Linked DNA regions of Triticum aestivum: region 2 is linked to region 1. Evidence: chromatin contacts called from public Hi-C data. All regions are on one chromosome and are shown on one strand. The core of a region is the stretch at or near the end of the contact, and the rest is flanking DNA. Distances in the headings are between cores, read along the strand shown. Region 1 holds the start of LOC123051342 (2-oxoglutarate dehydrogenase, mitochondrial). Region 2 holds the start of LOC123051347.

Region 1 (6,301 bases), core at 1,530-4,029:
CATGATCGAGCGGGCAGTATTTCGCCCCAGTTTCCTGGTCATGCACAACTGAATGCCGGTGGCTAAAAGTTCCCCTTTCCACATCCTGTCCACTCAGCCTAACATGGTTGCCTTCAACTATGAGTGCTGCAAAGGCAAGGGCTTCGGCAACAGCCCAATCAATACCTTCACCACTCTCGATCATTGCAGCGCGCTGCTCAAAAATCTTCTTCACTGCTCTGTGGGGCTTGAAGCTTTCAGGCAGAGTAGTAATTGCTTGCCCAACACGTTTCAGTACCTCCGGCTTAACCCTGCAAAGCAAGCATTTCAATGATGATGGATGGCATAACTGTTGAAGACATAAACTACAAGCATAATCAACACAAATAAAGCTGTTACCCGGTGTTGCGAACACGTGAAATTTGCTCAGGTGACTTAAAGCCAGTCCAGTAAGCCGAGAGCCAATCCCTCTTGTTGGGAACATAATCTTTGCTTTTAGCAAACTCTTCATTCAGGATTCGGTTCACTTTGTCGTGGATCCTCTGAACATCTTCTTTAGTGACTTCACCTGTTTCAAGCAGTTTCTGTTCATAAAGCTTCAATGAACTGGGATGGTTCTTAATGACCTGCCAAAGAATAATTTTCATCAGAAACAGTGAAACACAGGGTGCTAGAAGCACAAAGCATCAATATCAGCATAAAAGCACAAGTATGATAGAGACAGGAACAATATAAGAGGGTAATGATGCGGCTAAAAAGGAATGAGAATTGAGCTGAAGCATCAATATCAGCATAAAAGCACAAGTATGATAGAGACAGGAACACGATAGAGAGGGTAATCAGGTGCAGATAAAAAGGAATGAACATTTTGCTGTATACTTTATTGATTAGAAACCTAACTACCAAAGTGGAAATGAACAACGACATATGCAAAATACACAGATTCAGTAGCATGGGGATTACCTGATACATCTTTGGCTGTGTGAAGGATGGCTCATCAATTTCATTGTGTCCAAAACGACGGTAGCAGATCAGGTCGACCACCACATCAGAATGGAAAGTCTGGCGCCACTCAGCTGCAAGTTCGCAGACACGTACAACAGCCTCCAGATCATCACCATTAACATGGAATATAGGGACATTCACGGCCTTGGCAACATCCGTGCAGTACTGGGAAGACCTGCCGGCTCTTGGATCAGTTGTGAAGGCAACTTGATTGTTGACAACAATGTGAATGGTTCCTCCAGTTGTGTAGTTTGGAAGGGCACTTAGATGGAGCGTCTCATACACCACGCCCTGCCCAGCAAAGCTGCCATCTCCATGAATAAGAATGCCCATGTTCTTTGTCCTGTCATCATCATTGGAGTAGAACTGCTTTGCCCGCGTCTTGCCAATGACAACAGGATCGACGGCCTCCAGATGACTGGGATTGGCGACCAACGACAAGTGGATCCTCTTGCCACCACGGGTGGGCCGGTCGTAGGAGGTACCCAGATGGTACTTGACATCACCGGTTCCAGTGTAGAGCCCATCCTCGCCTTCGACAGGCCTGGTCCCGCCAGCAAACTCACTGAATATCTGAGACAAGGGCTTGCGCACGACGTTCCCCAGCACATTGAGCCTCCCCCTGTGGGGCATGCCAATGACAATGTTCTCGACGCCGAGATCGGCGGACCTGTCGAACATCTCCTTCATGCCGGGGATGAGCGTCTCGCCGCCCTCGAGGCCGAACCGCTTGGCGGTGGCCCACTTGGTGGCGAGGAAGTTCTCGAACTGGGTGCTCCAGATGAGCCTGTCGAGCATGACGAGGCGGCGGTCCTTGGGGTACTCCCTGGGCGCGACGGTCTCGATCTTCTCGCGGAGCCAGTTGCACTTGTCGCGGTCGGGGATGTGCATGTACTCGAAGCCGATGGGCCCGCAGTAGGCGCGCTCGAGCTTGCCGAGGATCTCGCGGAGGGTGAGCACGGGCCGGTTCTCGGAGAGGAAGCCGGCCATCATCCAGACCCCGAGGAAGAACTCGCGGTCGAGGTCGGCCTCCGTGAAGCCGTAGAGGGCGAGGTCGAGGTCCTCGGGCACGGCGCGGTCGTCGAGCCCCAGCGGGTCGAGCGCCGCCTTCATGTGGCCGTTGACCTGGTAGGCGCGCACGAGGAGGAGCAGCTGCATGCTCTCCTGGATGGTCTGGCCGGAGAGGCCGGTGGCGGGGGAGCCCGCGGCCTGGCCGAGGAAGTTGCGGAAGAAGTTGTCCCACGACTCGTCGACGGAGGACGGGTCCGCCTCCCACGCGCGCTGCAGCTCCTCGAGGTAGACGCTGCTGGTGCCGTCGAGGAAGCTGTCGGTGAGCCTGGAAAGCGGGACGGCCCGCGGGGCCGGCGCCGCGGCCCTGCGGCGGAGCGCCGTGGTGTGGAACCCCGCGGATCGGGCGCCCGGGGTGGCGCTGGTGGCGCGGGCCAGGACCGCCCGCCGCGCGGCGTGGCGGGCCACCCCCGTAGCGGCGCGGAGCCACGTCATTGCTCTCGTCGTCCTCCCCTCGCGCTCCTCCTCGTCCTAAATCGAATCGAGACCAACGGAGGAGATCAATCGGAGAGAACTACGGCGGATCGGGGAGGAGGGGAGGGGATGGGGACGAACCTTGCGCGGTCAATGGCGGCGGCGGCCGCGAAACCCTCGTCGGAATCGAGGAAGGGAAGGGGGGCGAGTTTGTTTTGCCTTTTCTTTTTCTCTGGAGATTGATTTTGTCTTGGGAGAGGGTGCAGCCCCCGATGCGAATGCGGTGCTGGCTGTACGAGGGGTGGTGGGGGATAGAAAGGGACGAACGGAATGGCTTCGGGTCAAAAGCGGTGGCGGGTGGGTCCGGTCCGGTGGGGTGGGGGGCAGGGTTCCGGTTCAAAACGTCGCTTTTTTTTTTCTTTCCAGAGGAAATCGTGTCGCCGCTCACCGACACGGCGCCGCGTGGTCATCTAGACAACTTTTTCTTTTGAAACTGTCATTTAGAGATATTTAGGAATTTAATAATGTCTTCTCTTTGGGATATGTCAACTTATCTTCGGATTGTTGAGATAGGATGTCTTGTCTAGCCATTGGTGACGACGAAGAGTTAAATAAAAGATACATGACCAAGGGAAGATATCTTATATCCCCCCACAAAAAAGGATATCTTACCCCAATAACAGTTTCTTTCATTATCTCTGCTATTTAAACATAGGTTGGTTTGTAGTATGTTGGGCTTCGCCTCCGCCCGTTCCACGGCCTTATCCCCACGTTTTCGCGGTAACCTAATCAAATCATATTTCATCAAAACCTCAACTAAATCAAAACTTTCCTTATCTTTCTCTACTTATATCCAAATAAAATCAAGCTACCAAGACTTTGCCTAGATACAAACTTTTTCCCTTTCCCCGCCCACAATCAAATCAAATCTTCCAAAACTTCAACTAAGGGGGTGTTTGGTTCAGGGACTTTTTAGTCCCAGAGACTAGAAAAAGTCCCTAAAAAGTCCCTAGGAATCAAACGGGGGGGACTTTTTCTACAGGGACTAGAAAAAGACTCTACTGGAGAGTCTTTTTTGATTAATCCCTGGGACTAGAAAAAGTCCTAGGACTTCTGAACCAAACACCCCCTAAATCAAAACTATAACTTTTTTCCTTTTCCCCATCATAATCAAGTCAAATCAAATCTTACCAAAATCCAGAATATGATGGACACAAGATTCATGTCAGGCTCAAATGATATTTAACCACTAGAATATGTATGTATGCATCCGCGCACGTACAATTAAGCTAGTACTATTTGATAAACGTCAAAAATACATAAAAAAAAGTACACTGGAAGACCCAAACAAGAAGTAAAAAAAAATACAACATAGCCTCTCAACGCCATCTGTTTTTTGCAGGGCCTTTCAACTCCATCTCCTTATTGAGCCACAAGAACACTGGAGAAACAATTATTTGAAAGGAGCGATTGCATAAAAAAGCGGAACATGGTCTCTAGCAACAAACACACCATCATGAGAGGTACCATGAGTTTGTGCCATCCTTGATATCATTACAGCCATGGGGCAAAGGCCAAATGCAACCGAGAAGTTATGCAAGCCACTCCCTCTGTCCCATAATGTAAGATGTTTTTTTACTCTAGTGTTGTGTAAAAAAACATCTTACATTATGGGACGGAGGGAGTATGTAAAATGATTTTGTCGGACTTATTGGAGATGCTCTTAGTGACATCACCTTTGCTATTCTAACGTTTTTCATTTTGACATGTTTGTCATTCTAACGTTTGACTTGGCTGGCTTTTTATGTGGATGAAGGTGGACAAAGGGTTATCCGTCCCTTGCACAATCCTGAGTTGTACATATTTTTCTTGAGCTGTCCATTCTTGATTGACCAAACAAATTCATTAACCTGCCTACTTTGTTTAACAAGTCCGCAGTTGATTTGACTGAAATCTATTCCGACGTTTCAGAGGATGATACTGAAATCTACAAGATGTCCTCTCACACAAATAAAATGACAGAAGAAATGTGCATCATATACCCACTGCATCTCTGAAGGGACGCGTCCAAACAACTGAAACAATCGACAGCCGGCACAGCCCTACCATCTGATTCACCGGGCATCGTGCATCCGTGCCGAAGAACAGCATGACAACCAAAACGTGAAGCCAGACCCTTCCCATGTGCAACTACCATCTGGTTGTGATCTCCCACGCGTGCTAAACTGAGATCCAAAAACTAGAATCTAGAGTCTACAGAGATCCACAGTGGCTGAGGTAGCAGTTGACATTCTCATGCCTGCCACTGAAACTTTGCTGCTAATGGGGAATATACAGTCAGCAACGCAACGACCGGCACACGACGCGCTTTCTCGAAGCATCCGAAAACGAGTGAGCTCACATCTGATGGTTCTATCATCCCTGGTCCTGCGTTAAGGCACTTGTACCTCGCTGTTTACAGTCTTGAGCTTACAGTGTATATACGGTCTTCAGTTCACCAGGACAGAAGAGTTGCTTAGTGTCTCAGTCAGATCTTGGACCAACGCCTCGCTCATCCTGGACGGTTATGGCCGATGCCAAGAAGATCCTGAGTAAGGCATTTACAACTGGAGCGATTAAACATCCGCATATAGCTTTACTTCTCAACTGAACGCAATATATAGGGACATAAGTGCCAAACATCAACGCACAACTCGGAAAAAGAATTTCTGAATGCATTAAGCACATGGTTAAAACCATATCAAACACTTGGTCCGGTGTGGGGTCAGCTTGAGCCGAGGTCATCTCGTAACAGGAACAGGAAGAATAGCAAACAAGCACACAAGCAGGAATAGGAATATTGGATGTCACCATCCTTTGGTTAGCAATCAACTACAGTGCTGGCAACTCACAAGCCAGCAAGTCAACCTCTGTCAGATCTTCAGCCACTGACTCTACTTGATCAAAAATCTTAACCATCATGCCAGTAAGCACCGAGACAGCACATGGTCCTTTCTGCAAGATTTCTTGTTTATTTCGTTCTGCAGTAACCTTGGGCCAGTACAGATCTCAGTATTCTGTGGCTTGGACAGACCCCCCAAATTAACATGGCATTGTATCGCATATTCGTACTGGTATCTGGTTCGGAACTACTGAACTACTTAATGTGTGCATATCTTTAATTTCATCGTTTCTTCATCAAACAAGACTGCCATATATATACAGTACCAATGTAACATTCTTTCTACGGGGAAGTCCGAACTAGATCCTTTGCTTACTAAGGAAACTTTTACACTTCGGCATAAATTCATCTAGTATCTTACATAAAAACACCTAGGAGACCATACTGTAGCAGAACTTGTAGTCCACAAAACTATAGGCAGAGCAAAAAGGAGGCCAAAGGTGACAAAACAGAGGATGGACTCTTCCTCACCAGACAAGCTTTCTTCTTATCTTAAAATACGTGCATATCTTGAAATGCATCATCTCTCTATCGAAAAAAGATAACCATATACAGTACCAATGTACCGTTCTTTCCCTTGGGAAGACCCTAACTGAATAATTTGCTGACTAATGTAGTTTTTGAACTTCAGTTCAATTCATTACAAACTAGCAACTGCAAGGGAACTTAAGTAAAAGAAGAACTCGGAGAACATGTTGTAATAGATCTTTTTTTGGTTCATAAAAATAAAGGCAAAACAAGAGACCATTATCTAAATCTAAATGAGGTAAAAGTGGAAACCAAAGGATGTATTCTTCTTTACCTGACAAGCTTTGTTCTTAGCTCTGGTTTCAGCTGTGCTGGGGATATCATGGTTTGGCTTGTTGAATCTCTTTTCTCGCCGATCACATGAAC
Region 2 (5,931 bases), core at 1,463-3,962, 170 kb before region 1:
GCTTGACCTAGACAACTTTTGTCTGAAAGAGCCAGTTTCTACTTTGGGAGCTTCACTAGAAAAGTTACTGTGAGGCTTCCTTGGAGAATGCTTTGCTTCTTTTGGTGAGTGAAAGCACCGTTCAGTGTCATCTTCTGGTGGATAGACAATATCTGCGTCAATAAACTTACTTCTTCTGGATGGTTTCAACAGCGTGATCCGGTTTACGCCAGAGGATGGAGGACAACCGAGGCCGGACAGATCACTCGCGGCAACATTGTTGGATTCTTGAAGAATTTCCATGAGAGCATCTTTATTTGATACCAATGCCTCTAGCGCACTATTGAACTCTTTCGATCTCTGAAAAGATTCATCAGCAGAAAGACGTTTTGCATCCATAAATTTCTGCCTTACAAAATTGAGGTCAGCACTGTTAACCCTGTCATGTCCAGAACAAGTGTTACGGTTTCGGTTCTTCATTCTGGTGGTCTCCATTACTTCGAAAACATCTTTGAATTCCGGAATCTCATCAGTGCTTGCCCTACGTGGAACGTCTCCCGAGAAGGCATGTCTGTCACTATAATTCCCTGATTTATCACTGCAACTCCCTGGTGACCTGCCCTGTGAACGGTCCCCGTTACATGTATCTTGGTTGTGCACTCCAAGTGAAGGCATTATGTCAAGGCCCATGAGCCTTCCCACAACACCAGGCGATGTGTGCCTAGCAGTGACATCTCTATAGACGTCGTCATCTATTAGCATTTTCATTGGGGTGCGACCAGCTCTTTTGGGTGTACAAAGCCTGCTCCCATCAAACTGAGAAAAGGAAAAAAAAAAACATTAGATCGGAGATTGCTGGTTTGCTCTTGAAATGATATCACACACTGAACTGCGTAGTAAGAAATGAAGATATAGCTTTAGTAGCAAAAGAGAACAGAGAATTGAACCATGAAGCACTTGGCTAAAATCTGCACATTACAAGAAATTGGTTCTCTAATAAAATTTCGTGCAGACAAAAGCTATAAAACAATAGAGCATTTGACATGCTTAACCCTTTTTTACATGCTCAAACTAATTACTACAACAAAGTATTAACTAATTCCGCTTTTACTTTAAGCTGTGCAAGTGGTTGCCTCAGTTAAGTCCACTGCTAACTTGCTATATGGTTTTCATAGGCTTATCTTAGGAACTTTGCTTTACCTACATCATGGTAAAAAGGTTAAAAGATGAAAACTAGGCCACTCACCAAAGAATTGGAATGCATCCCAGGTCCACCTCCTTGTTTGCTCGAGGATCCAACTCCTGAATCAAAGATAAAGACACCGATGAATAAACTCCACAGGGACAGTTCAGGGTGGCAAAAGTAACAAGGCGCATCGCGATCAGAGGTAACACAGAAGGAAAGGGAGAACCGATATGTTATTACCAATATGTTTAGAGTAGTTGCTAAGCTAGGATTGTGGTGAGAATGGCAGATATCTCTGAAACCACTCTGTGCCAGTAAACTTTCAGAGCTGATGAATGGTGGGTGGGCGCAGGACAGTGATAGATAGATCCGGAATCAGCAACGATGCAAGATATACATAAATACTCCTAACAAGCTAAGCTATGTACGACCAACCATCCAACGGATAGTGCGTAGGTACATATACGAGTACGTAGTACTGTTAACTTGGATCCGACACAATGGCCAGACAAGGCTTACTTTTAGTACAGATTTACTACTCCCAACACACTGTTTAGCCCAGCTAGCGAGCACAGTAAAATGTACCTGTCAGATGTTAAACAACCCGAGTTTGCTTAAGCTGACATATTAAAAAAAATTAGTGCTGATTGGAATACCGAATCCCTATTGTCAACGAAGCTTCATGGTGCTCCGTGAACATGTGGGCGCGTCACTGGGATAGTATACGTTTGTTGGCACAGTTTCTGACCTTGAGAATGGCGCCATGTTCCGGGAAATACGGCCTGTTTCGCGTGATCTGGCGGGACTGGGAATAATTTACTAAGCGGCGAGTGGCGACCAGGAAAGAATCCAAAGCACATCGCCATGAATTCGCGCGAAAATGTCGTGGGCGGGATGATTTAACTACAGGAGAAGTGATTCGATGGTGTCTCCGAAAAGACAAGGCGGGCATCACCATGAATCTTCCTTTCTTTCTCTCTCTTGTCCCTTCCCCGGTGAGGATGGATGAAGGCCCTGGAACCAGAACTCTGTACTCATGGGGAACGCATTGCTTGGAGGAGAAGGGGGGAGAGGATGGGGGTAAGGAGCAAAACGGGAAGAGGAAAAGCAAAACTTTTTAGACCAGGAGCTAATGCCGATGGCCGGTCACATGAACCCCAAGCTGCCGCTCCAAAAGCGGGTAAGGAAAAACGAAATCTCTGGAAGGGACCGGCTCGACATTGAAGCGCCCATGAGCAAATCCAAGATAAGGATTCGGAGATAAAATGAGCAGAGGGGGAAGAAGAGTGCATGGATGAGGCGTACCGGCGGCGAGATGGGGCGGAGCATTGGGACTGGGGTGGCGGCGGCGGTGGGAGTGGAGTCCGTCCGTGCCTCCGCCGCGGCGGAGTCCCCCCATCTCGGCGGGCGCTGAGGGTAGGGGGGATGGGCCGGGGATCTTTTGGACAAGACGGGGGAGGTGAGGTGAGCAGTGAGTGAGCACGGGCAGGAGGCTGAGCAAGGAAACTCTGCTTCTCCCCTCTCTCTCTCTCTCTCTCTCTCTCTCTCTCTCTCTGTTGAACCCGTGGCCCTGGCCTGTAGGGAAGAGGTAGGGGGACTGTTCTTTTTGCAGTCAAGCCCTCGTGCTTTTGTCTTTTATCGGCAGTTGGCTCTCCAGAAGCCTAGTAAATAAATTTGTTGGAGTAAATTGCACATGGCACGGGGTAGAACGTCCAGGGTAAGCCTCAATTTGCGGTTGCTGAACTATGTTGTGATGTGTTTTCTTTTATAATTACGAGTAACTGTTAAAAGTTAGGCAAAAGTGGGTGGGGCAAGCAAAATAATGCCAAAAAGGGCATCTCCGACTGGGACTCTCAAATCACGTGCATACGTTCGGATCGTGCTGTCTGACGTGGATCCGTATCGTTCTACGGGGCGGTCCGGACGTGTCTTCCCCGCAAACCGGAGACAAACATGAGGGCTTTGAGGCCGTCCGGACCGTTGCCACGCCCGCTTCTGACCGCCCTGGCCCATCCAAACCCCCCACCCGCCCCTCCCACGCTTTTCATCCTACATGCCGCACTGCTTGCCGTGGCGCATTCATGTCGGTCGCCAAGCATGCAGTACGCAACATTGATGCCCGCGATTTGACTGGATGAGAGGGCGGCGGCAGACAGAAGCGACCTTTCACTGCGGGCATTGAAGCGACACGCCGGCCGAGAGAGTGTCGTCCGCTGCTCGCCTGGATGAACACGCCTCCTCACCGCATTCAAACGACCACAGACTGCCCGCATTCAAACGGCTAGCTCACGGAGGCAGAAGCTCCAAGTCGGCGCGTCATTTAGCAACTCGCCACTCCAAGCCAGCTCGCCGAGGAGTGGCGTGTTGCTCCAGGCCGGCACGTAGTGGACCACGGCAGCACAGGTATCGTGCCTGCCGTGGATGACGCTGTGTCACACCGCTCCTCCCGTGCTTTTGCTGCTCGCGCTATCCGTCATCAACATGTCCGTGATCGCGCCCTGTCGGTGGAGGTTGACGACGCGATGTCCAGCACATCCGCGCCCCCCGCCATCATCTAGAAGTAGAACACCGGAGGCCTCCACCGCTTGGGTCCCATGAAGGCCTCCGCCGAGGCGATGCCGCCATACACAGCCGGTGTCTTGCCCAGTTCAGTGCAAACCAGCGTCGACCCCCGCCTAGGCTTCACGGATGCGGAGCCCCCAATCCCCCCCTCCCGGCTGAAGCACCCCATTTTGCCACTCCGATGAGCGGCGTAGCCGGACATAAGGAAGATACCGGGGGGGGGGGGGGGATATACCTCTGGGGCTCACGCTAGTTCACGAGCGGATTGCCGGACATGGGAAAGACAATGGGATCCGCCATGACCGGCAGTAGTGTATCCGTGTCGTGGGAGTGGAGCTCCGCGCGGCCGGACGTGCACATAGTTTTAGCTATTTTAGTTAAAATATGTCCAAAATGTAATGAAATTTGTCCGGTTTCTATGAAACCTGTTGTCTTTGCATGAGTTTCATATGGTTTGTGACGCGGGAGGAAAATTTACGAGTTGCCGTTGAAGATGCCCTAAGTTCTTTGCACCCGTTTTCAGTACTCCTCGAGCCATCTTTTACTCTCTTTTTTTCAACTAGTATACGATCTGGCTTGGCGAGACCAATTTTTCTGAAAAATACTAACATGTTCAAACAAATTCAAAATATCTATAGACGCACATCCATGTATTTTGTACAGACTCGGAAAGTTCCAGTTCCTAATTCAACCACAGTTAGAGAACTAGAAAAGACATAATCGAATGGGAACAGTGTAAATAGTATTCACTCATTATCTGTTTTGAACATACCGCATAGGTATTCCCCCTGTCTCATAATATAAGAGTGCCACAAACGCTTATATTGTTATTTCAGAATTTTTTGGGTTGATCCAGAGAGAGATAGAGAGAGGGAGAGGGAGAGATTTCGTAAGATTCCTACTGAATGAAGGGCAAAGAATGTATTCCATAGGAATTTTTTTTTTTGAAATATATTCCATAGGAATTTTTTTTTTTGAAATATATTCCATAGGAATTTGATCACCCGATTCCTGGGCTTCCATAAGAAACTATGGATTGAGATCCTCTAAAACTCATATGAAATTCCTTGAATCAAAAGGAGGCCCTACACGGCGCTCTTTGCGGTTTTCCCATCCAAAACGACCCCATTCCCTTTTGTTCCTCCATCATCCCCACCCATAACCAGCAATCATAAATCCACTTCTGTAATCCCACGTAGAAAAAGATGTAAAGCGGCGCCACGGCAGCATCATGAGACGAGCCGCGAAAGGCCGTACAGCACGTTCATTGCGCGAACTCGTGTGCCGAGCGGAAAATCAAATCCAAAGTTTGTTTGCATCCAGATTCATTGATTAGTACTACTATTTTGTTTTTGTTTCCGCGGCGTGCACGTACGTTAATGCCGGGATGCACGGACGATCTGGACCGTTGGGGTTTGGTACAGCTAACTACCGGGAGGAGCGAGCAAGCGGACGGAGACGTCAACGTATGGATCACATGCGTCCTCGGCTCTCTCTCTCTCTCTCTCTCTCTGTCGTCATGTGATGCGTGCCGGCCATCGCCGTCCCTTTCTCATGCTTAACCTTAACCAGCACTGAGCACTTAGTTAAGGTGTATGCATTTGTGTTAAGTCAGAGAGGTGGGTTGGATCTGATCAGCTAATCCGCCGCACCGACACCGGCCCACCCGCCAGACGCAGACGTCTGCCTGGTAATGGCCCTCCCAAAAGAACAAAAGAAGAAGATGACTTGGCATCAGTCGCATTTAACGACAAAGAAAAGATACTACTCACAATATGCACAAGAACGATGCAGAATTGCAGACAGAAGAAGAATGGCACAGTCCCAAGCTACAGCCAGCCGGCCAGCCATCATCATCATCGCAAAGCTCATCAGTTAATTACTTGCAGAGAACAGTCGATCATGGTCACCAGAGATAGATAGCCCACATCTCCCTGTACAACAAAAGGTGCTGTGCTGGGCTCCCCAGTCCCCCTCACCCTCGCACCAAAAGGCCAAGGTATCTCTTGCCCTTCGCACCATTGAAGGTTGCCAACCTCATTGCCGCTCTATATACAGTACATGCATAGGCCTCCTACAGGTGAGGTGCCGGCAATATCCGCCAACAGCATGGCTCTCCATGTCCAGGCACATTACATTCATCGTCAGTGCCTCCCCATGTTTCTCAACCTGACTTCATATCTACCTGCGCATGGAAACCATGG

Evidence for each region. A called contact is a pair of places that touch in the nucleus more often than the background predicts.
Region 2: a contact with region 1 is called in a Hi-C map of leaf, with 2.6 times the contacts expected there. The contact joins the promoter of LOC123051347 here to the promoter of LOC123051342 in region 1. A contact is called at or near these places in 3 of 5 Hi-C or Micro-C datasets (all in leaf).

What each region holds. Positions count from the first base shown.
Region 1 is chr2D:35,055,404-35,061,704 of IWGSC CS RefSeq v2.1, reverse strand. It overlaps LOC123051342 (2-oxoglutarate dehydrogenase, mitochondrial), which reads right to left and starts at 2,779. Exons shown (of 9, transcript XM_044474203.1): 1 at 2,608-2,779; 2 at 943-2,523; 3 at 379-605; 4 at 1-290. The coding sequence starts at 2,487. It overlaps LOC123051341 (wiskott-Aldrich syndrome protein family member 2), which reads right to left. Exons shown (of 6, transcript XM_044474202.1): 5 at 6,210-6,301; 6 at 4,455-5,053. The coding sequence ends at 5,018.
Region 2 is chr2D:35,223,472-35,229,402 of IWGSC CS RefSeq v2.1, reverse strand. It overlaps LOC123051347, which reads right to left and starts at 2,712. Exons shown (of 6, transcript XM_044474208.1): 1 at 2,471-2,712; 2 at 1,226-1,281; 3 at 1-795. The coding sequence starts at 2,564. LOC123051345 reads right to left here. Exons shown (of 5, transcript XM_044474207.1): 5 at 5,584-5,912.